Linked DNA regions of Mus musculus: region 1 is linked to region 2. The links are chromatin contacts, called in public Micro-C maps. All regions are on one chromosome and are shown on one strand. The core of a region is the stretch at or near the end of the contact, and the rest is flanking DNA. Distances in the headings are between cores, read along the strand shown.

What was found. A called contact is a pair of places that touch in the nucleus more often than the background predicts.
Region 1: a contact with region 2 is called in a Micro-C map of granulosa cells, with 3 times the contacts expected there. The contact joins the promoter of Plxnc1 here to the enhancer-like site in region 2. A contact is called at or near these places in 2 of 39 promoter capture datasets (hippocampal neurons and neutrophils), 11 of 484 Hi-C or Micro-C datasets (B cells, the CH12 cell line, the G1E-ER4 cell line and 7 more), 8 of 115 datasets of contacts at active chromatin or transcription factors (CD8 T cells, PVALB interneurons, bone marrow-derived dendritic cells and 4 more) and 4 of 9 other capture datasets (adipose tissue, embryonic stem cells, liver and 1 more).

The regions. Positions count from the first base shown.
Region 1 is chr10:94,943,366-94,950,106 of GRCm38.p6, forward strand. Plxnc1 (plexin C1) reads right to left here and starts at 1,480. Exons shown (of 31, transcript NM_018797.3): 1 at 152-1,480. The coding sequence starts at 1,213.
Region 2 is chr10:94,881,807-94,888,566 of GRCm38.p6, forward strand. Plxnc1 (plexin C1) reads right to left here. Exons shown (of 31, transcript NM_018797.3): 5 at 712-826. Among named protein-coding and RNA genes, the nearest start is that of Plxnc1, 60 kb to the right of the region's middle. Within about 2 kb of position 1,640, at least 4 of the 459 cell types and tissues checked have an H3K27ac peak or open chromatin away from gene starts, as enhancers often do. A contact at or near this core is called in Sertoli cells and granulosa cells, where this site is marked.

The DNA.
Region 1 (6,741 bases), core at 230-2,729, 61 kb after region 2:
CTACCCCGTCACCCTTTCTACACGCTCCCTTTGGGGACCCCAGACTGTGCTTTAGAGTAGCCTGCAATCTCGGCCAGTCGGTGGTGTAGTGAACCTGAGACTTGGTAAGTGTCACCCAAGACTCCATCTGAACCCCGGGGGCTGGACTTACGCAGTTGTGCTCAGTCGCTTGAAAGTCCCAGCTGCAGCTCCTGGCGTGCGCCTGGATCTCACTCATCCTGAAGAGGCAGAGAGCCGTGGTGGCGGGGGAGCGCCTCTCCTGGCCCTCTCCAGTGGCCGCGCTGAACACGCCGGCCCAGATGTCCACAGCCTCCACCAGGCTGGAGGAAAGCAGTAGGCGGCGGCCCTCAGGGTGGCCGTGGTCGCAGTCGAGGGCAGCCTGGCCCTGGAACAGCACCTCTGTGCTCTGCGCGATGCGCGCCATGCTGGGCCAGCCGGTGGCAGCGCCACTCGTGTAGTTGTAGGGATAGTAGGGGAAGTAGACACTGCCGTTCCAGAGAAAGGCGTCCACGAAGTGCAGGCTGCCCGCACTACCGCGCAGTTTCAGGCGGCCCAGCTCCTGCGTGGCCAGACTGCGCCCCTCCGTGTTCTTGAGCGCGATAGCCGTGTCGCGATCGGATGCTGCGGGGTTGCAGCGGTTCGCGGTCTCCGGCTCCGGCAGCACATAGGTGGCGGCCACCGCCAGGTACCAGAGGTCGGTGCCACTCGCGCGGTACACCACACCAGCCGTCGAACCCTGCGGGTGACATGACACCACCTCGGTGCCGTTGCGCAGGGAGCTGCGGTTCAGGTTGCCCAGGGGCCGCACCTCGCAGGCGCCCCGGTCGAAGGTCCAGCCGGTGAGCAGCAGCCCCTCGAGGCCGGTCGCCCCCTCGCGGTAGGGCAGCAGTAGCTTGCTGAAGCTGCTCCCGGGCCGGGGCCGCGCGGGGGGCGCCAACGAGACGGGCTCCGTGCAGTTGCCCGCTTGGTCCCGGTATAGGCGAGAGAGCCTGTTCTTCAGGCTGTAGTCCAGCTGGTCCAGGCAGCTGCCGCTCGCCACGAACACGCCGTCCGCCCGGCTCGCCGCGATGGCTCCGATGGCTTGCTCAGATCGCCACACCGGCTCGTCCGCGCCCCGGGCGGGCGCTGCCAGCGCCAGCAGATAGGCGATCAGGGGCAACGGTGCGGCGGGGTACGGGGGGCGCGGCGGCGTCTTCCTCCGGGAGACCTCCATGGGGCTAGGGGGGCCGCCCCCGGGCAGGGCGCGCGGCAGCTCGGGCAGCTCAGGCGCGCGGCGACGGAGACGCGGGCGGCGGTGGCGGCGGCGGCGGCTCCTGCGCGCGCTCGGGCTCCCGCGGCCGCCCCATCCCCGCGGCTCGGCCGGGAAGGAGTGCAGGGAGGACGGCGCGCGGCGGGCTCGCTCCGGCAGCCTGTGCCGCGGCGGCAAGCCCTGCGCGCTCCGGAGACGCTTCCTCCTCGTCCGCCTTCGCCGGAGAGTTCCTCTGTGCGGCGCGGGCGCTCGCGGGGAGGCGCGGAGGGGAAGGGAGGGGACGGGCGGAGGGGAGCGAGGCGGGCGGGGAGGGCTGGAGAGGTTGGGTGCGCTTGTGCGTTTCACTTTCCCATTGTGAAAGTGGGATGCAACTGGCCCCTTCCTCATCCTCTTCCTCCTCCGCCCTCCGCCTCTCGCCCGCCCTCCCTCCACGCCCATCTCCCCTCCCTTCTTGATTCGGTGAGATCGGGAGGAGGGAGGTCTCGTAATTTGGGTTACTGTGTAGGTGGCCTCTTTCATCTATTCATAACAAAGCTGAGCCGCCTGCCGCGGCCGCCGCGGCTGCCACCATCGCCCCTTGCTCGCCCCGGGTTCCCCCGGCGCCGGAACCGCGCACCGAGCTGGCTCCCGCGCTCCCCAGCCCGCGGGGCTGCTCCAACGCCCGGGTTTTGTTTACGAGAGCAGCCCCGGGCAAACGCGAGGCTCGCGGAGCCAGGACCCAGGGTCGAACGGGTTGCGGCGGAGGCCCAGGGCTTGAGCCCCTGGGAGGCTGCCAGGGCGGCTGACAGGTGTGGAGCGGCGGGAGGGGGGCCTGAGAGATGCGCCAGGGGGCTGGGGCCAAGCGGGAGGCGGCTGAGGGGGACCAAGACGCCCCTGTGACCGGGGGTGGGTTTCCCTCGGTCAGAGTGAGGTAGGAGAAAGGCGCCACACTCTCGTTGTGGACAATCCCTCGGGCCAGAGCTCTCATATTTGAAAAGGCTCCCTGGTCTCCCTTGGCAACGGAGTCCCAGGCTCTCAGATATAGCACTTAGAAAGTTCTGCTCACTATCTAACCCTAGTGACAAAAGCTAACATTTATTGAGAACTTGCTCCGTTCTGGGCATAGTTCTAAATGCACCATGTAGATTTTGATTCACTTGATGCTTGGGACAAACAGTATTAATTAGTGACTTGTATCAACCCTACTCGGCTTTTGAGAAAGGTCTTGGAGAAGCTATGGAACCTGCCCGGGTACAGCTGTTAGCAAATAGCACAGCAGAGATTCGAATCCACACCTCACACCGGAGCCTCTTACAGGTTTCTTGCTAGTCCAGTGCCACCTGTGGCCACTAAACTACACTCCCCAGAGAATAAAGGCAAAGGTACATTGGGCTCAGCAGCCAGGGCTCGCATCTCAAGAGTCCGGAGCTCTCTTATGTTTCTAGAGGGGCTCCCTCCACCACTTCATCCAGGTAGCAACTGTCAGCTGGGGTGCTCCCCCCTTCCCCCACCTCGCAAGCCACCGAGAATTTCTGGAACAGAAAGATCACTGTGCTCTGGGGAGCAGGCAAGCTCATGTTTTCTCAGAAGTGGGCTTCCCAGAGGCAAGCCTTGGTGCCTTCAACTCTGTGGTGAATGGAGAGGGAGCTAAAGACCCGTATGGGTCCTTAAGAAATGATCTGCATTCTTCCTAGATCTTCCTAGGACTGCAACTGGTTGCTGTGTGATCTTCTCTTCTTAGCTCCAAGTCAGCCAAGCTCTGGATAGGAATCTGTATTGTTTTTTAAGGGGGCTCTGAATGAGCTTCCTCACAGGTCACCTGCTGCAGGTTTTACACTTCCACAGAACTGCTTAGATCTGTTCCTCCCGCTGCTGAGATGGGAGCTTCGAAAGGCAGAAGGGAGGAGAAGGAACTGGGCAAGAAGCTTGAAAGTCTAATCTAGATGTACAGTACAGTATTAGGGGGTGGGTGTAGCTCAGCCAGGCCTTGACTTCCATTCTCTCTGCTGTACACACACACACACACACACACACACACACACACACACACACACTATTCCTTCAGCAGTGGCTTTTAAAAGATGGTCCGTGGCCATCTTTCCATGTGCAACCTCCTCTTTGGGGACTGGCTATCCTTGTTTCTCTCTGCTGATGGGCAGTGCCGATGCTCTCAGATGTTAGCTGGAGGTCACCTCTTCTGTAGTGTCAGAAAGTAGAGGAGAGAAAAAAGAAGCAGGGAATGTAGGTCTAGGTTGATGTTAATATGGACCTCTTAAGTGAAGCAAATCAAGTGGCTTACTTGCTTAAAAAAAATACCCCCCTCAACTCATTCTCCACCACTTGGAATATTTTAAGAATTTTTTTTGCATCACTCAAATCCGAAAATAAATAAATAAATAAATAAATAAATAAATAAATAAATAAATAGCAAAATAATTCCTCTCCAACATAGGGCATACATGCATCAGTCTCCTATAGTCACTGTGGCTGACTCACAGATGGGCTGTGGCAGTGTTATGGGCCAAGAAGCAGCATTCAATTCCATTTTGGAGATAGCCTTACTTCGCTGGTAAGCAAGCCATTTCCCTAAACCCCACAGAGTTGCTACAGTCAGTCACAGAGCATCTTGGAAGCTATTTGGATTAAACATACTCCATGGTGTGGCACGTTGCTCACTGCTCAATTCTTTGCTGCTGCATTTTGAAAAAGAAGAAACAACATCCTACAAAAATTACCAGCAAGGTGTGGAAAGGGTTCTGATGGTCCCTGCATCTCCTTAGTTTGCTGAGACCATAAGCCCTATTCCGGCAAGCAGGCTTTCTCTCTCTCCTCCTGTTTAATTGCGTGCAGACTCCCATAGTGGAAGAAACCCGAATCCATGCTAACTTTTGGGCATGAAAAATGTAGGCGATTAAGAAACCTGGAAACAGGTTCTTCACTGGTCCTGCCCCATTTTGAGCAAACGTCTTTGCCCCTTCCCAATTTTCTCCTGTACTAAAGCTCCACCTTCAGGACGCACATTCACATTTGAAAAGTGTGGGAAATATGAACAACTCTATATAAATATTTAGGCATAGGGTCTGTATTTCTTTAAAGGCCTTCTCTTAGACACACCCATCTGGCGGAGGGTCCATAGCTCACTCATCCCTCACCAATTGACTGAACCCATCCATCTTGTTGGGTGTCCCTTATGACACATTTCAGAACTTCTTGTAACACAAATGGCTGAAAACCAAACAAAAGAAGGTGATACAGATCTGTCCTCCAGACAGACCTGCTACCACGGAAACGGGCCGTTCAGATGGGTTCTGAGCAGTTGTACGCACAGCCTTTGCTAGCTGGAAAAGTCTCCATAATGAGAAAATATCCACTCCCTCAGGCACTGGAGGCAATCTGGGTTAACCAAGCCATCTACAATCAGACTCATTTCTGCTGGACAGGGCTTTATAGATTCTGTGGTTTCCTGCTGGGACTTGGGACGTTAAGAACGGCTGTTCAGTAGGCAATTGGTCACAGTCACAAGATGGTTATCATTCACATTTCACTCTTCTGTTTTGCTTTTTTTTTTTTTTTTTAACTGACCATACTTTAAAGGGCTGATTGGGTTGATGGGAGCCAGAAGCAACTAAGAATGTTAGTTCTAGTGGTCAAGAGATCCTTTACACACCCTTTCTTTGTAGCTACGATGACACCTTGCCCAATTCCACAGAGATCACATCTGTTTTGGCCTCCTGGAATTTCAGACAGGCCACCTTGCCTCTCCACAACTCTGCTCATATCTATGTGGTCTTCGGGCTGAAAACCTTATCAAAGTTTCTGGTCCCTTTTGGTGACTGACAGGAAAATGAATTGAGCCAGCTTCCTTCCTGGTCTTCAGATTAACAGATAGTTGAAAGTACACTAGAGGAAGTATCGTTTTATAGTTTGAGTGGATGCTAAGAGATGAGTTGAACACAGTTCAGCCAATAGAAGTCAGTTGAATTCAGCGCAGTCATGAGATATGACTGAGGGATCTGGCTGTGACGTCCGTCACCTCATTGATCGCAGTTGAGCTGACTAAGCTGGCTGGCCAGGTGGGCCTGCCCTTCCTCCCCCAGCATTCTTGTCTCTCTCCCTCTCAGTGTTTCTCCATCCACAGACAAGGACCATTGGTCAAGAATATCCACACTTTAAACAAGTTTTCAAGGTGTGGCTGAGTGTGGGAAGCCACATGTGCCGTTGCAGAGTGGCACTGACTACTGCTGGCCACCACGTATAAGTTTGGACAAACAACCAATGTGTACATATGCAGTAAAGTTTTTTGCAAAGACAGTGCCTGGCCCGGGCATGGTAATGAGGCTTTGAGAGTATAACTAATCAGATGTGAGACATGCAAATGAGGTATGATAATGAGGCTCTGTGAGGTACAGAGAGAGAGAGAGTAGCCAATCAGATGAGGAACATGCAAATGAGGCGTAGTGCATAACCAATCCTGGTGTAAGACACGCCTCTCCTAGGCCTATAAAAGCAGCACCAGTTCTGGGCTCGGGGTCTCTTCGCCTCTACAATCAAGCTCTCCCAATAAACGTGTGCAGAAGGATCCTGTTGCAGCGTCCTTGCTGGTCGAGTCTGGCGCGCGCAAGAGCTGAGGGAGTGTAAGATCAGGTCCTGCTGTCAGTCAACATGGCCTTGGATGGATGGATGGATGGATGGATGGATGGATGGATGGAGAGTAACCTTCTATGCTTGGTGACAGTACCCAGTGTTAGTTCCTGTAAGAAGGCTGGATTGTGTGATGGGCTCACCTCCAACATTTCAGTTGTCAGCTTTCTCTGTCATGACTCAGCAGAGTTGGATTACATATTGCTTCCCAGAAGAGTAACACTTACAGACAAAAGAACAGAGGTGGACATTCAAAACCACTGTTCTTTGCGTAAAGTCCCAACGCTGCCTTTCTTTACGGCCTGTAAGAGCCTTCAATATTATAAGGGCCTTTGGAAAGGGTGGTAAATGCCAATTTTTCTCAGAGGCTGCAGAGTCCAGGACATAAACTACCCTGGCACTCGGTGCTGTGTTACAGAAGCGGCAGGCTGGGCTGGTTAAGTTTTTGTCACCTTGACACAGACAAGTATCATCTGGGAAGATGGAATTTCAGTGGAGAATTTGCCGCCATCAGACTGGTCTGTAGCACATCTGCAGGCCATTATTATTCTTATTCTTATTATTATTATCATTATTATTATTAATTGATGTGGGAAGGACCAGCCCACTGCAGGTGCTGCCACCCTTGGGCAAAGGGTCCTGAGTTGGATCAGCAAGGGCAGAGAGCAGTTCAGTAAGCAGTGTTCCTCTATGGCCTCTGTTTCAGGTCCTGACCTCTCTTCTCCTCAGGATGGGCTGTAGGCTGCAGGATGAAATTAACCCTTTCCCCCTCAGCTTGCTTTTTGTCATGGTGTTTCTCACAGCAATAGAAAACAGACTACGGCCCTGACTCAGGAAGGTGAAGTTTCTTCCGACACTTGCTCTGCCTGTGG
Region 2 (6,760 bases), core at 390-2,889:
ACAGAACACAGTGAGTGCAGTCGACAGGTCAACTGGCTGCTGACGGGGACTCTGTGCAATTACTCATAACACAAGAGCCATGATTAGGGAGGAAATGTCTCCTTACAGCATCATGTAAGGAATTCTATTCCCCTCAAGGCAGGGTGGGTGTGGGCATCAGGGAAGGCTCTGCTCCAATGCGCTCTCTGTGTCCCTCTTTCACGCCATGTCAGGAGCTTTCCAAGGGACCCAATCACCCTTTGGTGCATGCTCCTGCTTGACTCCTGCACCGGCAGTTGTTCAAAGACTGAAGACAGCGGTATTAAGACTGGCTGATCAAAATAAAATCCCACTGAGATCCACATTGCAGGGATCTACTCAACTATAAGTCTGAGCTTATTGTTCCTCTATTTTTAAAATCAAGCTGGATATCTTCTGCATAAAAAAAATGCATCTTCTCTTTGATTTCAACCCCTAAAGGTCATCTTTACTTAGCAAGATGGCAGCCTCTATGGGGGTGGGCTGTACCACGAATGACCTGGCTATTACTGCATCCTTGGCACTTTGCAGATAGACAACATCTGGCAGGCCCTTACCATTCACCAACAGAATGAATGGAGTCCTGTCATGAAGCCTATTTCATTGTGAAAAGATTTTCTTTATACCCAGAAGGCAGCTGTACCATATCATAAAGACAATATCATAAAGACAAATAAAATTATTTCCTCTTACTCTCTCTCGGAGGCTTCGAAGTATCTGAATTTTCGGGCATTTTTTAGGTCCTGATGAAATATCCAGCCAGTTTTCAAAGCTCCCAGCATGTGTGCAATCCCCTTGAAAAGTGCACCTATAAAACAAAACAAACAAAAGACACCAACTGATAAATTGTCACACACACACATTAATTACAGCTTTCTCATGATCAGTAGTACAAAGCACTTTGTATGGTAGGCTATTGATTTTGAATGAGAAAAGGGATTTGATATTAAACTCATGAAAAGCAACAAAGAAATAGCAGAGGTGTGTGTGTGTGTGTGTGTGTGTGTGTGTGTGTGTGTGTTTCATCAGGTTTAGGGACAGAGGACAAATGTTGACAACATGTTGAACTTCAGCTTCTAGGCTATCACCCAAGATGACATCATCAAATACTTCAAATGGAAGGATACTCTTCCATGAATTCTAAAATAAAGAGTGCCTGTGGAGAAATTCCGCTTAAGACCAGCCCAGAAAAGGTTTATATTTTGAATATATTTTAGGCTTGCAATACATTAACCAGAATACCAACCTATTGAGTGAGATTCATTTTGTGCTCAAAAGAAATAATAAAGCTACTGTTTTGAGCTTTGCAACATGATGATTAAATGAAAATATTTCAAGGGCAGAGTCTGCCCAAGAATATGATAAGACATTCTGTAACCATCTGCTCCAGAACATTTATTTAGACAGATACCAAATTATATCAAAAGATACGAGCAAAATATTTTGCAAGGCCACTCTCCCAGGTCAGCCAGCTCAGGAGATGCCCCAAATAAATCTTAAGCTGTGGCCAGGGCCAGGTCCTTTGATGAATAGATGCTCTCACACTGCAATCACTGGCTTCCTTGATGCGCGGGTCACTCCGGGTCACTTTTAACTTCCCAGATGGGCCACCAACCCAATGAGGGGAGTGAACACCAAGTGCAACCCTATCGCCAAGTGACACAGCACCATGCAGACAGTCCAACGAGTAACATGGAGTAGCTTGAGAAACCACACCCCTTCCAGGCAAAGATTAAAATGAAGGTGAGCCTGAGCAAACAACTGTGGAGTTTTAAAAGAAAACTAAGAACTCCTAGTTCATGAGATTCCAACACATTTAAATGGTGACAGCAATCACTGAGGGGCAGCACAGTTATGAAAGGGCCCAAACGATACATTGACTTCAAAAGATTTTATTTCTTCTTCCTCTGTTTTTTTCATTATTTATTTTACTTTACATCCTGATCACAGCCCTCCTCTTCTCCCAGTCCCACCCTCCCACCCCTCCCCCAACTCCCCCTTCCCTTCAGCCTCCATGGCTATCAGCCCAACCTGGCACATCAAATTGCAATAGGACTAGGTGCATCCTCTCCCACTGAGGCCAGACAAGACAGCCCTGAAAGGTGAAGGGAGCCAAAGGCAGGGAACAGGGTCAGAGACAGTCAGTCCTTGTTCCGAGTGTTATGGGACCCACATGAAGACCAAGCTGTACATCTGCTACATATGTATAGGGGTCGTAGGTATAGCCCCTGCATGCTCTTTGGTTGGTGGCTTAGTCCTGGGGAGCTCCCGTGGGCCCAGGTTAATTTATTCTGTATGTATTCTTGTGGTGTGCTTGACCCCTCCAGCTCCCTCAACCCAACCTCTCTCTTCCTCTTCCTCAAGACTCCCCAATCTTTGCCTAAAGTTTGGCTATGGGTCTCTTTATCTGTTTCCATCACGTGTTGGGTGAAGCCTCTCAGAGGCTAGTTATGCTAGGCTTCTGTCTGCAAGCTTAGCAGAACATCATTTCTAGTGTTAGGAATTGGTTTTTGCCCATGGGATGAGTCAAGTTGGGCCAGCCACTGGTTGGCCATCCCCCCAGTCTCTGCTCTATCTTTATCCCCAGATATCTTGTAATCAGGGTCGAAGGTTTTATGGGTAGGGTTGGTGTCCCCCTCCCTCCCCTGGAAGCCCTACCTATCATCTCTCTCTTATTCTTAACAATTTAGTCTTATGGCTTTTCTTTGAGTTTTGTGCTCATTTGGATATGACAAATATAGAATGGGAAGTTGGTAAGTTTTTCTAGCCGCCATTCCCAAGTCCCCTTAGCTTGTCACCCACCAGGGAACTGGGCTCCCCAGGAGCACATATGTGTCTCAACCCTTCCTACATCTGGGTTAGCCCTTCTCCAACTTCATAACCAAAGGGATTTTCATTAGTGATTCTCCAAGGCCATAAATCTATCTGACCCATAATGGCTCACTCGTCCGTCACAGACATTAAGTTCAAATTAGACCTCTCTCAATGTCAGAGGGAGTTTGCCAGCATGGCAGCTCTGGAGTACAGAGAATGACAAGGCTGGTGCCTTATTTGTATCTGAAAAAGTTCATGACTCAAAACTCCCTGTCTCTCCTGGGCCCTCTGGCTTGTACCAAGGCACTTCCTCTGCATAGGAGAAAGAAGGGGAGAAAAATTAAGCCAATTCTACAGTGACTGGAGTACAAATATTTTTGCAGGCTCTTAATGCTGACTGGGAGTCAAGGCCTAAGGCTGCCAAAAAAGCAAGTGTAAAATATTTCATACAAATAGTGCTACAATTTGCCAATTTGTAGGCAGAAAAACCAGTCATGCTACAAAGTTATCACTCCCTTCTCTGAACTATAGCATTTCTTGTCGGAACCACACATTTTGGTATTTAATCATATGCTGTCTTGAATTACAACTTAACTGTTTCACATGGCCATGCCATTTCTCCCCGAGAAAGCACTAAGCCCCTGGAAGGGAGGGAGAACATCTTGATGTTTCTTTAGCAAATCCCTCAGCGTCTGCCAGCACGAGATGCAAATACTAGGGTTTCGATAAATATTTTTGAGTGAATGGATGAAATATGAAATCTCTATAGGACCGTTCTGCTGGTGAATTTTCTTTCTAGAGCTTTGATTTATGCTTGACTCCTCTTTCAGGCAACGAGACTGATTTTCACATAAGCCAAAAGTTTGGAGCTGAAGATCAAATTAGGAGTTAAGGTTAGTTTACTTATTTATTTATTTTTGAAAAGGAAAATGAAAGAACATATATACTGGACTGTTCATTTACTCTCCCCCTAGAAACAACAACTAACTGGGTTGCACATCTAAATATGAATTCTTTGTTTGTATAAGAAAGCCAAATCTGAATTTTTTTCTAACTCTCATTCTTTGCCCTTCACCAGTTTAAAACAATAAAAATGAAAGAATAAAAAAGCAAACCACAACACCAAGTATGTATAACCAGATGGTCAACCAACAACAGTATCTTATTACTTCTCAAATATTGCAGATTGTAAAATCTCGACAGCACATTACCCACACATTCGCATTTCTCAAGGAGGGGGAGCAGAGCTCAGCGCTTCCACATCTTAGTAAACAAAACCAGGGGGTTTGGGATGATTTCTGTTGAAACAAATCGTTCTTATTCTTGTGGACCCATCAAGGAAATGGCCAAATGGATAAATTCTCAAGCCATTCCCGGAATGACATGAAAATATCATTCCACTTGGCGATTGATGAGCCACTTGACCACTCGATGGGCAGGTTCTCCTTCTCCAGTTTCTGTCTCCATCCTCCACAGGGTCTCATGTAGACCAAGGTGGCCTCAAAATCACAATGTAGGAGGGCAAAGATGGCTTCAAGTGTCTCATCCTTCTGCCTCCACCTCCCAAGGGCTAGGATTACAAGCAAGCTCTCTTGTCAGCCAAATTCCTAGATCTCTTAACTGGTTTTCGTTCCACTTTGCCAGGCCATTTTGAATAGGAGGGAAACTGGAGTCATCTTAGCCCAAGTGTGTTCTGGAGAAAATGTCAGGGGTGTGTATGTGTTCGTTGTATGTTTGTGTATGTGTTCTTTGTGTGTTTGTATATGTGTTCGTTGTATGTTTGTGTATGTGTTCTTTGTATGTTTGTGTATGTGTTCTTTATATGTTTGTGTATGTGTTTGTTGTATGTTTGTGTATGTGTTCTTTGTATGTTTGTGTGTGTGTTCTTTGTATGTTTGTGTGTATGTGTTCATTGTATGTTTGTGTGTGTGTTCTTTGTATGTTTGTGTATGTGTTCATTGCTTATGCTGGGGCATGTGCTCCCCCTCTTCCAAGGATCTGTGCAGCTTTGGCAGAAGACCCAGACTCATATATTTATAAAAAAAATAAAGATTTATTTCTTAAGAAACTGGGATAGTTATGACTGGGCACTTGACTCTGGTGAAACATCTCTGGCTGTGTCATTCCCTGGGAGAAGAGGATGTCAAAAAAGACACAGAATTCACTGTTGCTAGTTTCTCCCTTTCATGGTGGGGGTGGGGTGCTCTTGATCTCCCATTAATCTCCACCTCACCCCTCAAAACTGACCGACCAGAGTATAGGTTTCGAACAGGCTTTTGAGAAGGACATACTCAAGCCACACCATGGCATATCTGACCCTAAAACTTCATGTCCCTCTCCCATGAAAACCAGGCCAGAAAATTCATTCTATCTCAACAGCCCCCAAAGACTTAGTTGGCTCCGTACTAACTCAAAATCTGGGCTCTCACCTAAAGTGGCTGTGGGTGAGAACCTATGTCTGATACATCCAGAGACAAATTCATCTCCGGCCCTGAGATTTTTGAATGTAAATATAGTATGTGCTCCCAAAATGCAAAGATGAGACAGACAGACAGACAGGCAGACAGACATTCTCATTCCATAAGAAAAACTAAGTGTGCAGAAACTGATTCCATGTAATCTACAGCCCAGGAAGGAGGAGAACGTTAACTCTTCAGGCTCCAGAATAACCTCCTTTAAGTCCATGGACCACATCCTGGCACAGGCACTCAGGCAGTTCTACTAATGCTAGGATGGGCTTAGTCCATTTAGTAGCTGTCATAAGTTAGGTCTGGTACCTGCAGCTGAAGGGTTTAGTGTTAGTATAATTCTGAGGTCTCAGAAGATACACCATTCCCATAAGCTTCTAGACATCGCTATAGTAAATACTCTCAACATACACTCCCTTTATCCCTGTAGTAAGTTCTGCATGGACTCCCGGGCTGCCCGTGATAGCCTTTTGATTTTAGATGAAGGCTATCATAGGCTCCTAGCCCATGAACTATGCATAGGTATAAAACTAGTACCAAGTAGATGCTACCTACCATGGTCTACCACATTGACCCTCCAGAATGTCAATCCAAGCTGTATCTATGCCTGCCTGAGCCATAGCTTGGATGGCCAAGGAACACTGAACCAGAACACAAGCAGCAAAGTCCCAAAGTGGCCTGGCAAATGAATGCTGGGGACCTTAAGGAACCTCTCTGGCAGCTTTACCCTAAGGGTCCAACCTACTTTGAAGAGTGTCTTTGAGGTCATTCTCCTGTTACTCTTGATGACTAGAACCTGGTTGCCTTTTATATATAGTAATCTCCAGTAAGTGGTCCCGTGGCCACGCTCCTAATTCCATCTTCTAAAAATGCCTCTTCATTTTTTATATGGCCAGGTGAGAATTTCCCAAAAATTTCTCCCCGCTTCCCTTTTAACTACAAACTCTGTATTTAAATTATTTTATTCTTTCAGTAAAAGGTAATCACACAGCTTCTTCAATATTTAGCTTAGAAATTCTTCTACCAGAAACCCCGAATCTGTATTTCACAGAGTCCTAGATCATGGGCACAGTTCTACCAACCCCTTTGTAACTGTTAACGAGGTGTCTTAGTTTGGGGTTTATTGATGTGAAGAGACACCGTGACCATGACAACTCTTATAAAGGAAAACATTTAGTTGGGGCTGGCTTATAGTTTCAGAGGTTCAGTCCATGATCATCACAGTAGGAAGCATGGCAGCATGCAGGCAGACATGGTGCTCGAGAAGGATCTGAGAGTTCTGCATCTTGATCTGAAGACAACCAGAAAGACTGGCATCCTCAGGCAGCTAGGAAGAAGCTCTTTACCACAAAGAGCTTCAAAGCCCACAACCGCAGTGACACACTTCCTCCAATAAGGCCACAGCTCCCAACAGTACCATTACCTATGGGCCAACCATATTCAAATCACCACACTGTCTT